Linked DNA regions of Anser cygnoides: region 2 is linked to region 1. Evidence: chromatin contacts called from public Hi-C data. All regions are on one chromosome and are shown on one strand. The core of a region is the stretch at or near the end of the contact, and the rest is flanking DNA. Distances in the headings are between cores, read along the strand shown. Region 1 overlaps SPG7 (SPG7 matrix AAA peptidase subunit, paraplegin). Region 2 overlaps ANKRD11 (ankyrin repeat domain containing 11).

What was found. Hi-C and Micro-C count contacts between places; a contact is called where the count stands out from the background.
Region 2: a Hi-C map of liver shows a contact between it and region 1, with 3 times the contacts expected there. The contact joins two enhancer-like sites. A contact is called at or near these places in 3 of 7 Hi-C or Micro-C datasets (all in liver).

What each region holds. Positions count from the first base shown.
Region 1 is chr12:1,483,437-1,490,621 of Taihu_goose_T2T_genome, reverse strand. It overlaps SPG7 (SPG7 matrix AAA peptidase subunit, paraplegin), which reads left to right. Exons shown (of 17, transcript XM_048075057.2): 10 at 999-1,123; 11 at 2,372-2,474; 12 at 3,530-3,640; 13 at 6,946-7,061. Among named protein-coding and RNA genes, the nearest start is that of RPL13, 9.4 kb to the right of the region's middle. Within about 2 kb of position 3,506, at least 1 of the 3 cell types and tissues checked has open chromatin away from gene starts, as enhancers often do. A contact at or near this core is called in liver, where this site is marked.
Region 2 is chr12:1,617,415-1,624,599 of Taihu_goose_T2T_genome, reverse strand. All of the region lies in intron 4 of ANKRD11 (ankyrin repeat domain containing 11), which reads right to left. Among named protein-coding and RNA genes, the nearest start is that of SLC22A31, 21 kb to the left of the region's middle. Within about 2 kb of position 2,654, at least 1 of the 3 cell types and tissues checked has open chromatin away from gene starts, as enhancers often do. A contact at or near this core is called in liver, where this site is marked.

The DNA.
Region 1 (7,185 bases), core at 2,257-4,756:
AATAAGCAGCGTGGTTCGGTGATTCAGCATCATCCCTGGCTCCCCACCCAAGCAGCGCAGCCACCTGCCCCGTTCTGCCCTCCTCCAGCTGTTAGTGCTCCGGCTTCCCCAGGAAGTCCTGTCTGCCTTTGATGCCTCCGTGCTGCTCTCGCAAAGCCTGTAAATCCTGATGCTCCCTTCATCTTTAAGACCCGGAGACAAAACCTTGTGGCTGTGGCTTGAGCTGGTGTCTGCTAACAATCACTGCGGAGCTGTTCGGGCACATTCTGCCCCTGCCTACGTGGTGTCTGTGGGATGTTCTGCAGGGCTGGGCTTTGCACCGGTCTGCGGGATGCCTGGGCGCCAATGGAGTGATAAAAGGCGAGTGAAAAGACGCAGATCGAGTCGTGCTGTAATATGGCACTTGCTGGGTGTCAAGGCTGCGTCTTCTGTTTCTGCATTAACGTGAGCTGGTCAGGAGGAAGCCTGTCCCTTCCCTGGTGATCAGTCTGTGACTGAGGGCTAAAAGTAAATGAAAGCTGGACGGGCTTTCCGCGGGAATACTGGGGAGGAAAATGCTATTTCAGCTAAAAAGTGTTGTTTGTACAACTGGAGCTAAAGAAGCGGGAATTGACTTAAGGCTGGGGGTGAGAAGGCACATCCCAGCTCATCTGAACAGAACGATTCTGTTCTGGCTTCCAGTTGGAGCAATTTCAACATGTGGCAAAAAAAAAAAAAAAGTTTTAGGCTGGGGTTTAAGTAACTGAAAAGGGAATTTCAGAGTGCCCACAAGGACCAGAGACTGGCCCGGGTGACCTGGGAGGTTCCTTCCTGCCTCGTGCTCCTAGGGAACAGGACACTTTCTCAGCCTCAGCTGCCCCAAAGGATGTCGTAAATGCGTCCTTTGTGATAAAGATGTGTAAGATGTTCTCTGCATCCTGCCCGGCCTCGTCCCTTTGTGTGGTTGCTCTTTGTGGTGGTGGAAACCTTCACCTTTGTTTTTGCTTGCTCTGCTACAGGAATGGGGACCGCAGATCACGTTATAGTGCTGGCTTCCACCAACCGTGCTGATGTCTTGGATAGTGCCTTGATGAGACCTGGGAGGCTTGACAGGCACATCTTCATTGATCTTCCAACGCTCCAGGTATTTTCCACGTACTGCCCTGTCCTTCCTATAATGCTAGTGACAAAAGTGTCCCAGTCCTTTGCTTGCTGATGATTCACGGGCCTGGCAAAGGCTGAGCTTGGAGAAGATAGAGATAGCATGCCTTTCTGTGTGCCTTCGTTATTATTTATGTGCCCTAAATCAGAGATTTGACATGCTAATGTAGTTGCCTGTTTCAGTGAAATGACAGCTCGCTGTTTTTAAGTGTATCTGTTCCTATACGAGCTTTGGCAGAAGATTCTCCTGTGAGGCTCTTTGCCATGCAGATGCAGAACGTTATATATAGTCTTCTCCCCAGGAAGTTGGGAACCACCTAATTGGCAAGCTGGCTTGTGGGGGAGAGCTCAAATTGTCGTGCGCTTTGAGCATCATTTGCCTCGCAGGTTTGTTGTCCTCACTGTCCTTGTCAGGCTCTTTGTTTCCCTTCAGACAGCCCGCTAAGTGACTTTCCTTCTGAATGCTTGTTAAATCCATTTACTAGGGGAGTCTTCCACGGCTGCTGTGTTGACGTTTGTAGCAGAGCTTTGGAAACAGGCTCAGCTGCAGTAAAGGTCTGTCCGCTCTGCCAGCACAGCCTCTTCCTTCTTCCATCTGTGCTTTACTGTTGTCCTCAGAGTTTTCACTTAAAATACCTTAAATGCCTGATACAATCTGGCACCGGAAGCATGAACCGTGCAGCTGCCCTGAAGGAGGAAGGGGAAAAACCCTGGCAACTGAGCCCATTGTTTTAATCAGGATCTCCTGGACCAGCTGAATGAGTCACTGCTTGGCTGCCCGCCAGCCATCATCTCACCCCCACCTTTGTCTGGGAAGTGGTTGCAGGCTAAGTCGCTAGTAGATGGGGTTTTCGTTTGCAGTGTAGGAGGAGCAGGTAGAGGCACTCAGAGCTCCTTCCTGCAAGTGCTTTTACGGGGAGAGAAAAGTTAAAAGGCAGATCAGAGTGAAAGTTTGGAGGAGAGAGTGGCCCTGAGAGAGAAAGCAGTGACTCACGGTAAGCCTTCGTACATCTGTTCCGAATTTGAGAGCTGGGTGATTATCGGGGCTCCCGTAAGAGCTGAAGTGCTGTAAGGACAGCCCTGCCCTCTGGTGGCAGTGCTCCTGTCCCCGCTGCCAGAGGTCTGGCTCCTCCTCTGCTCCCTGGGACAGGGAGCAGGCAAGCTGCCATGTTGCAAAGGCTTGCTGGGCTCGGGTGTTCGCTGTCGTGCGAGTGCTCTGTGTTCTTCGCAGGAGAGAAGAGAGATCTTTGAGCAGCACCTGAAGGGTCTCAAACTGATCCAAGACGCCAGCTTCTACTCGCAGCACCTTGCAGAACTGACTCCAGGCTTCAGCGGTATGACATGCTGTGTCCCTGTGGGGCTGTTCTGCCTCCTTCCATGCTTGCTAGTTCTGCAGTTCAACCCGAAGCTTCTCAGTTGCTTAGTTTTAAGAGGGTATTTTGGTCTAAAGGGCTTTTTTTTTTTTTCCCCTCCACTTCAAATCTTCTCCACTGAAATAGTGGGAACCTAACCAGCTCCCTGGTGAATGGAGTTGCAATAAGCAATTGTTTGTGGCTATTTTCAATCTTCTGAAATTTCTGGCAGGGTGTGGAGGTTGGAGGAAAACACTTTTACAGTGCCTGAATCCTGATTCCAAAGGGGAGGAACCACTCTTCATTCTCTGCTCCAAAGCTGTTGTCAAGGATGAGGTGTTGCGCTTCACGCTGAGATGTGGAAAGACTCTTAAGTTGATATGTGTTACCAGGAAAATGATGGGAGGAATGAATAGCAGTTCCTTCGTCGGTCAGGGTAGAAATTGGACAGCTCTGGCTCCTGCACTGAGCCTGTTTCCAGGGTAGGTCCCTGGGACTTTGAAACAGTGCTGAGCAAGGGGCTCCAGAGTTCCTGTTTATGTGGAGTTCCTGGAATATCCTTTCTGGGTTTCCCCTCTAACAGGCCCCAGCACAGTGCCTCTTCGTGACTTCTTTCGGCAGCCCCCCACCACCATCACCCACACACACAAACTCAGAACAGATGTTCTTTCTCTTCTGCACAGAGGTTTGTGCGGTCGCTGTATGAGCAGCGCGGCGGCCCATGCCAATCCAGGCTGCCCACGCCACTCCCCTGCTGTTGAGAGCCAGCCTTGGCTTCAGCCTGTTAATTGATTGCTGAACTCTGTCCTCTGTGTGGCAACGCAGCGTTCATTGCCAAGGCAGTTGTATTGTTCAAATCCAACATAAACACCATGGATTAGGTTTGCTCTCTGTTCCCAAGGAACAAAGAGGAGCTTGCAGTGCAGGCTATTTGACTTCCTTAGGTCTCTCTCTAGATCTGTTCCTGCCTTTTCTGTCCCCTAAAATGTCTGTCACATAACGAACGCAATATAATTCTTGTAAACTCTTGTCTACAGGAGCTGACATAGCAAATATATGCAACGAAGCTGCTCTTCATGCCGCTAGAGAAGGTCACAAATCCATTGATACTTTCAACTTTGAGTATGCCGTGGAAAGAGTGATTGCAGGTAAGTGACCCAGCCGTTTCTGTTGTTGTCTTGCTAATCTGTGTCAGCTCCTTGAGAGAAGGATCAGGTGATCGGGTTATGTTCCAGGAAGACAGTTGGGTCTTAACCGGTTCCTCTTGTAGACAGAGCTGTCTGGAAGATCTTGAATGCCATAGCTGGAGAAAGGTTTTGTGAACAAGACCCTAAATGGACCTGTTTTTCTGACTCTGCAGGCAACCTGAGCCAGTAGCTCAGGGAAAATGACCAGTAGCAAAATAGTAAAGAGGGGAATTCAAAGCTGGATGGTTGGTGGTTGGTTTGTTTTTTCATTAAAATAAATAAAGTGGAAGTATCTCTGGGTTTTTGTTTCTGCTCTGGACACCTGCTACATAAACATGAATAGCAAAAGCAAACAGGCTACCCCATCCTCAACAGCAACAGGAAGAAATTAGAGATTTTTCTTTTTGGCCTCAAAGCCCAGGCTTTGATGAATTGGCAGAAAAAACTGAAAGACAGTAGAGTACTGTTCTCCCTCTGAGAACATCCTGTCAGCCTTTCCCTGTCACTTGTGCAAGTGCCAGCAGAGGAACCTCTGGAGATTACCCTGTAGCAATATATTAGAGGGAGGGGGGAAAAGAGTTCCCAGAACGCTTGACTTCACCTGAGGGATTTGAATCTGGTGGGTTTTGATCTGAACTGCCCTCTAGGCAAGCTTTGGTTTTCATAATCTGACACTTAACTGCTTCCAGGCTGCAGCATCATTACTGGGGGGTGAGCCTGGGCAAACGGAGAGGCGTTCTGTGCTGTTCTTAGTAGAGCGTGTGAAACAGGATGTTTGTACTGGGTCAGTTATTTCCTAATATAGAAATTAGGTTTTCACTATTTGTTTTTTTTTTTTTTATCAGAAAATGCCTAAATAATTCCTCATCTCAGAGAAGATTTTTGAGAACTCCTGACAGTTTCACCTGCCTCTTAAAAACAACCCTTGGGGTGCTTTGGGTGCCTGTGACCCCGTTTCTACTAAGCCTGTACTCAGCTGTACTCAGCAGCTCCCAGGAGTGGACAGCGAGGCAGCTCTAGCTGCAGCGCAGAAGTCCTAATCAGCTATAGCAAATATGTGCTTTACTTTCCCGTCTGCAGTACAGAAAGCCCTAAACTCGCAGGCGTTCCCTTAACTTTTCATTGTGAGTTCCACCATAGCCTTAGTTCCCCAGACATGGGCAAGAAGCAAGGAAGACCACAGGGATGTGTAGCAGAAGGGATATCTTGTTTTAATGTGGTGGACGTTAGAGGGCATGGGCTTTAGCAGTTTCACTGCTGACAGGCTGGCTCGCTTCACTGAGGCTTTGTGGCATTTGAGAGGCAATAACATCTTTTTGTTGCTTAATCAGATTTTTTTCGTATTAGCAGGACTTGGCTATTTTTTGTAGGACACCCTAAACACCCCTCCAGGCCCTTATATTAAATGTACCCTTGCCATGTAATAGGAATGCTTCTGAGTTTCACAATTCAGAGGGTATTTCAGTTGCTATAAAAGCTTTTCTTGAAGAAAACAAGATATTACTGTGCTTTCCATTATAGGCTGCTGGTTTTAATAAGGGTGGTGCGGAATCAAAAGAGAACTTCGCAAGTCCAGAGGCCCTGTCAGCCTTAAAGCTTTGTGTTGCTGTAAGGGAGGAGTAAGAACTCTTCACTGTGGTAGTCTCCATTGTGTTTTTAGTTTGGGAACAGAAAGTAGTCAGTAAGTCAGGTCTCCTGGGAGTGATGGAGGAAACCTGCTGAGCACACAGAGGCAGTTGGGGGCTGTCTTTGGAACGGTCTTTGGAAGACGGAGCAGAGCCTGTGCCCTGGTGGGGTTTGTGCACGCAGTGTAAGACCAGCAGAGATGCACCAGAGTTGCTTCCTGGATTATTTCTCTCATAAATGTGATAAGTGCAGGCCTTCGGAGAGCTCTCCTGCCTGGAGCTTGCTTTCTGTAGGGGAAGAAACAATCTTTGTGGGCACGCTGTGTGCTATTGTGAAGAGTACAGTCCCTCCCTTCTTGGTGGGCTGGCAGAGGGATGCTTCCAGAGTATAAAAAAATTACATAGATTATATATAGTGCATACATGCATCTTTCTATAGAAAGATCCATACAGGGAATGCACGCGCACTGCTGAAGGCAAGGTAAGGGGCTGACTAATGAAAATCAAGGCTGTTGCAATTAATCTGCTATTCCATCACCATCATGCCTTGCAGGGCACAGTGGTTTCCAGCATCCCTGAGCAGTAATTTTACAAGATCTGCCACGCTAATTTTGCTGTTTCCTTGTTTAATAAAGCTCTTGACTTTGTTTAAAAATTAATGTTAATAGAATGTTGTTTTCCAAGACATCAGGCAACCTTGGTATAATGCTGCTCTTGACTGTGCCTGCTCTACCCCCTATTGCTCCTGGCACGGTGCAGAGACATCCACTTTAAAGTACTGGTACCTTCTTGCGCTCGATACGCAGGGCAGTAATGAGTGCTCGGTGCGCAGCGTGTTCTGTAGTTAACGTATTTTCTACGTGCCAGAAGCTTTACTCCCATTCAGCATTTTTTGAAATCCTAATTGGACTTATTCTGTGTTACGGACTACTGGGTTGGAAAATAGACACTTTCAAAAATCACCTTTCTGGAGAAACTATTAAATGTGAGTTATGGCTTAATTTGCTAGTTCTCAAGAGCCTGGGAATAAGCTCATACAGAGCATGCCATGTGTAATCAGAGATTCCTTGGGTCTGGAGAAAGATTTTGGTAGATATTCGTGGTTTTTTTTTTTTTACGTATAATGGAACATCTCGGTTCCCTCGTGTCCCTAAGGGACTGAAAGATCATACAGCAGAATAAGTATGCTCTTCCAGCCAGACTCCTTTTTTTTTGGTGGTGGGTTTTTTAGGGGTTGGATTTTTCTTTTTTCTCGAAATGGTGCCGACTTGTTGCAGACCTGTCCCTCGGCAGAGATGTAGTGTACGTACCTTTGACAGAGCTGGGAACAGAACAGAGCTTTGCGTTCTAGAGCTGTGAGTTAATCGAACATTAAATTATTTGTGCAATGACTAAGTCTGTTGTAAGGGGAAAAAGTTTCTGCCAGGCATGGATTGCCTTCCACTGCAGGGAAAGAGAGCACCTCTTCCCCTGTGTAATTGAAGGGTGTTTTACTGCCTCTCCCTAGACAGCGTGCAATGGCAACTTTGCTGGCAGCGCAGCCACAGACTGCTCTAGCTCGTGTGCTTCTCTTTACAAGGTGATGCCTGTTGGTTACATTTATTGACAGTTTATTGTCTTATCTCGTCTGTGTTCCGATAGGCACTGCCAAAAGAAGTAAGATCTTGTCACCAGAAGAGAGGAAGGTTGTGGCGTTCCATGAATCGGGTCACGCGTTGGTTGGCTGGCTGCTGGAGCACACGGAGGCAGTGATGAAGGTAACCCCGCCACTGGCTGTCGTGTAATGAAGCCCCATGCTGGGTGGGAAGAGAATCCTTTGGGATCCTCCGTCCAAGACGTGTTGATTCTTTTGCAGCACTTATGTTAGATTCTGCTACGTTA
Region 2 (7,185 bases), core at 1,405-3,904, 130 kb before region 1:
GTCTCTCACAGATAAAAAAGCCTCTGGTGAAGGACGCGTCCCTGCGGTGGGAGCGCTGGCACCCGCTCCTGCTGCCCGCCAGCTCTGGTACCATGCATCGGGATGGGACGGGACGGGATGGGACAGACCTGGGGCAGGAGCGGCATCGCCTCCACCGCGGCCTCTCCTGGGGGCTCTGCCCCGCTCCCTTCTCCCCCCAGCAAACAGCAGCGCAAGAGGCAGAGGAAGCGACTCCGTGGCGGGGCCACCGCCGGTACCGTACCTTCTTCCATCTTGCTTCTAGGAGCCTCCATTTCATGCCATGGTGCTTCGGGGAGCGTACGCAGCCTTATACCACCACAGCATGGACTGAACTGGAGGCATCTAAAAGCATCAACAGAGAGCGCTAACGAGACAGGGGCTGACAGCTCGGCAACGTTGCCACCTCACCCCTTCAGCACCGCCACGCCGTGGGCTTTGCACCCGAGCCACGGGCGCAGACCGAGCCCTGGCAGGACGGAGCAGGGGACCGGTCCTCTCCTCCCCAGGGCCCCCAGCACGCAGCTCACACCCTCAGCCGACACGCTGCTCGGCCGCATCCTTCCCAAAACAACCAGGAGTGAGCACCTCTGCCGGCCCCGCCGGCCCGCACGCCTAAGCCCTGCGAGAAGCTCAACTACTTAAAGCATTTTCCCAGTTTTCTCAATGCAAATCTCGCTTCTTTTCCCCTGCAAGGAGCGCTGGCAGCCCTTCCTGCTGCTCCTGCCCGGCGAGCGCCCGGTGCTGCTGCACGCTGCTCAGCACCGCTGCGGGGATGCGTCCCGAGTTCCAAGGTGTCAGCTCAGGAAACAAAACTTGCAAGTTTCCTTTCGCGGAGCCAGCCAAGCAAGAGACAGAAAACGGATCTGCAGAGCAGCACAGCGATCCCCTGCCAAGGAGCCGAGCTGCGTGCCTCCTACCAGGCAACTGTCCTAAACCCACAAAAAAGCATAAGGAAGATATGGTGCGTGTGAGTGGAAAACCCAACGCTGCTCCCATCTATTTCTAAGCGCTGGCACAGCTCGCTCCCAGCCAGGCTGGCTGCAGGGCTCCTGCTGCGTACAGAGGGCCGGGAACAGCATTCGCAGGGGCCACACGTGTAGAAGTTGTCAGTGCAGGTGAGCAGTTCCCGGTCCGAACATTGCGGGCTCGAGCCAGGGCTGCTCAGATGCTGCTTGAGAACCCCGAGCAGCAGAACACAGCGCCAGGTCAGGCAGCGAGCGAGCACACGTCTGTGTCTCTTCTACATGGAAGTCTGAACCTAAACAGGCTCTTCGTTGTGCTGAAAGTACTCTGAGAATCCCAGAAGATGGTGGGACACGAGGAGTCTCAAAGCAGGGTCTGCAAACAAGAACTTGCCTGATGACCCTCTCCAATTTACAGGGCTTCAAACCCGAGCAGCCGGGGAGGGGAACCCACCAAGCCTTCACTGGGGTCTGCCCAGATCCGGGGTCCTGAAACTGGGCATGAGAAGCGGGGGAGACGCAGAGCTCCAAGAGGACGTGCAGCCTCGAGCCAGCTCTCCCTGCTGGGGCAGACAACACCAGGCACTGCCCTGCATGCTGGGGAGGCTCCGAAGCCGAAGGAAGAGCTATTCTGCATCACCCTGTGACAGACAAGCAGGGCCCTTGTCAGGACCCGCGGCAGCAGGCACGGCAGCGGGACCGGGGACCCGCTGAGCACAGCCCTGCGCTGACAGCGCCGCCTGCACGTTTCTCACTCTCTGTTTTTAGGCAGGGGTTTCAGCACCGAGCCCAAACTCCCCAGCAGCGCTTCTGAGCCGCCCCAGGCGCCGGAGACCTCCCGTGCCGCCACCTCGGCCTCGTGGGCAGGCGCAGCCGGCGCTTCCCGTCCCCTGCGCTCCCCTCCATCACAGCCACCAGCCCAGAGCAAACGGCGCCGCTCCCCCCTGAGCCAGCTCGCACCTCCTCCGTGCCCCTGTTGTGGTGTGACGGGGACGCAGCGCCTCGGGCAGAGCTCACCGCTCACGGTAGCTGCGTGCAAGCTCCCTGCACGCAGACGGCGAGCCCGTCCCCACCCACACCCCCGGTGTGGATGGAGGCAGCCAGCGCGGCTTTGGGCACGAGCACAAGGGCCAAACCTCCCCCTAGAGCCACAAGGCGGCCGCCCCGCATCGTCCCCTCGAGCCTAGCACCAGGAACAGCCTTGGGCCCGCGCCAGTCGCCAGCCGCGCACCTGAACCGCGCTGATCGGGTGACGCTTCGCTACAGCAACGAGCCGGTTGCACAACTCCGGGCTCTGCTTACATCAGCCACCCGTGTCTTTGCCGGCTCCTGGGTGCTTGCAGGTGCCACGCCGTGCCCGGGCTCTCGTGGCCCCCTCGGGCAGGGGGTCCGGATACCAGCGGGGCCGCTCAGTGGTGCTCAGGACCAAAACGGCCCCAGCCAGCACGCACCGCACCTCCCGGCACCCGCCCCGGGGATGCGCGCACATTGACGGAGAACCCCCGCCTAATCCTCCAAAGCCACCTTTCGGTCACCCTGGCAGCGGTAGCAGAGCTAGGAGATGAAATCAGATCGCAGGCAAGTGGATAGCTTTTTAATGGCTTACAATAAAATTAAACCCAGCGTGCTTACGGTAACAAAACGAGTCAGCCCGGGCAGCACCCCGAGCCCCGCGGCCGAGCCCCGCATGCCGCCAGCGTCGTCTGATCCTGCTGTGCCCGGCGGCGGCAGAGGCCCCAGCCACATCCAGCCCTGCCTCGGCACGGGGCACGCCTTACACACGTACAGCCCGTGTGTAAGGGCCCGACGGGGCAGGGGCTGTGTGGGCGTGCAGGGGAGTCCCAGGCAGAACAGCAACGCTTGGGGGCCGCGGGTTGTCAGAAGGAGCCTGCCATTTCCCCAAACCGACTACAAAGTTCAACCGAAAACCTCCTGTTAGCTCTACAGCTGGAGAATCTTCCTCCCCCACACAGCATTTAGCATTAAGAGCCATGTGATCCACGCGACAGAAATAAACCGGAGAGCGATCGCTGCGCTCCCGCTTGCTCGCGCCGTGGCGAGGGCTGAGGCAGCAGCCGAGGAGCTGGGCTCGTGCGTGGGGCCCCGCGGGACGGGGGCACTGCAGGGCCTGGCACCAGGGGATGGCTCCCTGCTCCCTGCCTCCTTCTCCTGCTGGTGCTCCCCGACAAACGACCCCGAGGCGATGCTCCGGCAGCACCCGGCCGGCCTCGGGGTCAGCAGGAAAGCGTGACATGGCCCCGCTTGGCGACACGGCCCTCAGCAGCCTTCCCTGGCCCTGCCCTGCTGCAAGCCCGCTTTATTTCAGCCTGGGAAACTTCGCTCAGAGCCTGGCTGTCACCAGGTGTCCGTGAGGACCCCGCACGAAGACCTCGGCCCGCAGGCTCCGGGTGCCAGTGGCTCCTGCAGGCTGCTCCCCTCAGTAAGCGCTTCTCTGCAACGCCCTGCAGCAACGTGGAGCAGACCGAGGGGAACGCTCACAGCTCGGCACGCAGGAATACAACGTTTGGCACTAAAACCCCTTAGCGAGGCTGTGCTCAGGCTGAGAAAGGCTGTGCAGGGCGGCCCCCCCAGCAGCAGAGCGCAGGGCCGTGCGAGCAGCGGCGCCGTGCGTGTGCCCCACAGGAGGGGCGAGCACAGGGGGCTCTGGACGAGCCCCACCGCCAGGGACCCAGTTTTAAATCAGCTCATTGCCGCCTGCTTCCATCTCCAACACAGAGCAAAGCCTCAGCCGGGGAACTGCTTCTTGTTCCAGGGCTACGAACGCCGCTCTCGTGCGCGGCAGACCGCGAGCGCCTTTCCAGGACAAAGGCCCGCAGGTGGCTCCCGTGTCCGAATTAAGCTCCAGGTCACGCAACGCTGGCGCTGCCTTGGCGGGGGGTGCGAAGCCGGGGCTGAGCCTCGGCCCCGGCAGGAAGGGGAGCGGGGACGAGGCCGGGAGCCAGACGGGAGCGGCGCGAGGGGAAAACCTTCGCAGGTTCCTGGCTGGCGCGCCGCGAGGTGCAGGCATCGCGGAGAGCTGCAGCCGAGCTCCCGCTCCCCACTACCGCGTGTCGCACCCTGTAATGCAAAAAGCATCCGTTTGAACGGCTCCGGCATGACAGCACAGGCATATAAGGTGGTACCCTGCGGAAAAATGCCATTTCCAAATAAGCAGCTCGCGCCGAACGGCTCCGCACTGCACGGGGACGCTGCCGGCCAGCTCGCTCACGGGTCGGGATTTTGGAGTTTATTCACGGAGCGAGCGCACAAACAGCAGATCGATAAGAATAAATTAGAACGGCACAGACAGCAACGGAGACTGCATTGCACCCCTGAGAGACCGCACGAGCCTCTGCCTTCCTGATCCACAGCCTGGCATGCGTAAGAGTGACTCATTTCTACTGCAGAAGTCACAGGGCACAAGATGTTTCGGCGCACGCCAGCTCCAGCGAGGGGAAGCAGCCCGGCCCCGTGCGGGCAGCGCCGAGCCTGAGCACGCAGACACGTCCCCGCACCCGGAGCCCTGCTCGCGCGCTGCACGCCCGGGCTTTGCACGCTGCTGACAGCTGAGCACGAGCAGGGGGCTTCCGACATCTGCGGGCAGAGGGGAAGGCAGCGCGGCGTGAGTGGGCGCAGCGGATGCCCCCGGAGTTCAGGACCAGCACGCGGCGCGGGGAGGACAGCAGCAGCAGGTTAAACGGCAGTGGCATGGGCAGATCAATGACAGATGGCAGCAGGAGGGCAGCAGGGCTGGCACGAAAGCACCGAGACCATAACACAGCGGCCCACGAGCGGAGGAATGAGGCATTCAGGCTCGACAGCCGCACCGGGGGGCCCGACGCAGGCAGGAGGCACGTTTTGTACCGGGGAGCTCACGCACGTGCTGCAGCGCCTGCAGGGTGAACGTCCCCTGGGTAGAGAAGGGAGGGGATGTGGCACAGCAGCCACGTGAAAGCCAAGAGGGAACCGAGAGGGAACGCCGTGGCAGGGCCTGCTTTGGCAGCAGGGCAGGGGGCACCCCGAGCGCTGCTCCTCATCCCGAGGATGGGGAGGGTCCCCCAGCGCCCGGCCCCGGCTCACCGGCGACGGAGCATCTGCAGGCCCCGACCCCCGTGGCCTCGGTGGCTTTACGAGCATCGCTCGGGCAGAGAGGTTGAACGCCGTGCCCCAGATAGCCGGCGATCCTAACACCAGCCCTTGCCCCCCGCCAGCCCTGCCGGACAGACAGCACGACCAGGCAGAGGGGTGGAAATGCATCCTCGGGGGCGGCCATCGGCTGACAGGCTGCCGAGACGGGCTGCAGGAGGAACCCCGGGGCTTCTAGCAGATACCGCAATCTCCATGTTAAACAGGAATAATTCCGAAAGAGAATTCAGGTCCACACTTTTCATTTCCCACGAGGCCGAAAGAACCGGAGGAGGAGGAGCAGGAGGGGAGGAAGGCTCGCCCGCGCGGCCCCCCTCCGGGAGCCGGGGGCAGGACACTCCGCAGACAGCGCTGATAAAAGCTCTTGTATTAGAGAAAAAGCCATCATTGATAGATTTTTGGTTCACAGAGACCCAGCACACTGCAGCCTCTCCCTCTGCATGTTAAGGAGGTGAGGCGGGGGGGAGGAGGGAGATTTATGGCAGCTCCCATCATCGAGCGACCTGCTTTCCCGCACAGCACCTCCCAGATGGCTGATGCACACGGGGAGTTTCTAAGGGTGATCTGAAGGCTGCTGTTTGCCAGCCTCGGCACACTGTACCGGCATTATGGAGCCAGCTAGAAGCGAAGAAGCTCTGACATTCACTCTCTCCCCGGTTGCTAGGTGAGAACAGTTTCTCGACTATTTTAGTAAAAGGACCGAAATTATACAACCAAAGAAAGGCCCGATGCAGCGCAGCCCATTCGAGTCCCCCAGCTGCACACATCCGCCCGAAGCCAGCAACAGAGGCGCACACAAATAGCGGCTTGGTCCGCGGATGCATTTTTTTTAACCAGCCAGCGATTTGCTTCTCACGGATCCCCTCGCCAGCCCCGCCGCCTGTGACCTGCGAGCCCGCTCCCGTTGCAGCGCCGCTCCGAGCACGAGCGGGCGGTAGGCAGCCCAGCGGCCGCGTCCAGGAGGGACGCAGCGGGCGGGTGAGCTCGGCTGATTCATCGGGCTCGGTAACCCAGCAATTAGCGCCACGTACCGTGCTCGGGGATCAGCACGAAGGAGGCTCCGAGGCCAGGTCCCGCTGCCTGCGCTCACGCTCGCCGCCACCACGACCCACGGCCGCCCTCCACGGCGCGACGGTGCTGGTGGGGCTCTGCCTCTCCCCGCTGCCTCCCGGCAGGAGGACCCTACCTTGCTATTCGGGTCCTCGGAAGCACGATGCCACTTTCACGTCTTGTTTTTGAAGGAGACGGACAGGGCTGGAGGGGCTTTTAGCTCGGGGGACTCTCAGGCCACACTCTCCACACCCGTCCTCTGGCCGTGCTCCCCCATCCCAGAAAGCCCAGACGGCCGCCGAATGCCTCCAGACCACAGCAGAGGCAGACGACGCCGCCTTTAACCCTGACAGCACGGGAGGGAACCTAACCTGCTGCTCCCCTCCTTCAGGGCAGGAGCCACCTCCTGCTCCCTGCCCGGCACCGCGCCGGGGCCCCGACCCGCGCCGTCCCCGGCGCCACCACCACGGCTGCCTGCGGTGCCGTTTGGTTCGGCTCGCACCCCGGTAACAACAACAACAAAACCGCCGAGCGGTGCTGAGAAATCCCGTGACCCAAAGCCACAGCGCGACCAAACCACACGGCGCCCACCCCTCCCGGCCTGGCCGGGCGCTGGAAGCAGCAGCGGCTGCGCTGGAGGCGGCAATGAGGAATGCAAAATCCCTCCTACCCCCAGCGCCCCTCCGGCCCCTGCACCCTCCTCTCCTGCCCCCCCCAGACCCTCCAGCCCCCCAAGTCCCGTCCTGCCCCCCCAGGCCCCCTCCTACCCCCCCGACCCGTCCTGTCCCCCCTTCACCGCTGGCTGCCCTTGTTTCCCCTGTGGGCGGCGGTGGGAGAGCTCAGTTGCGCAAAGCCCTCGGCTCCAGCACGAGAGCTGCCAGAGAAACCAAAGCCTGCATGACAAAACGGTTCAAAATAAGAATTTCTCTGGTGTTCGGGGAACTTTAAAAGTGAGGCATTTGTTTCTGGAATAACGCTGCTGAGGCCAGGGCTGCGCGGCTCAGCC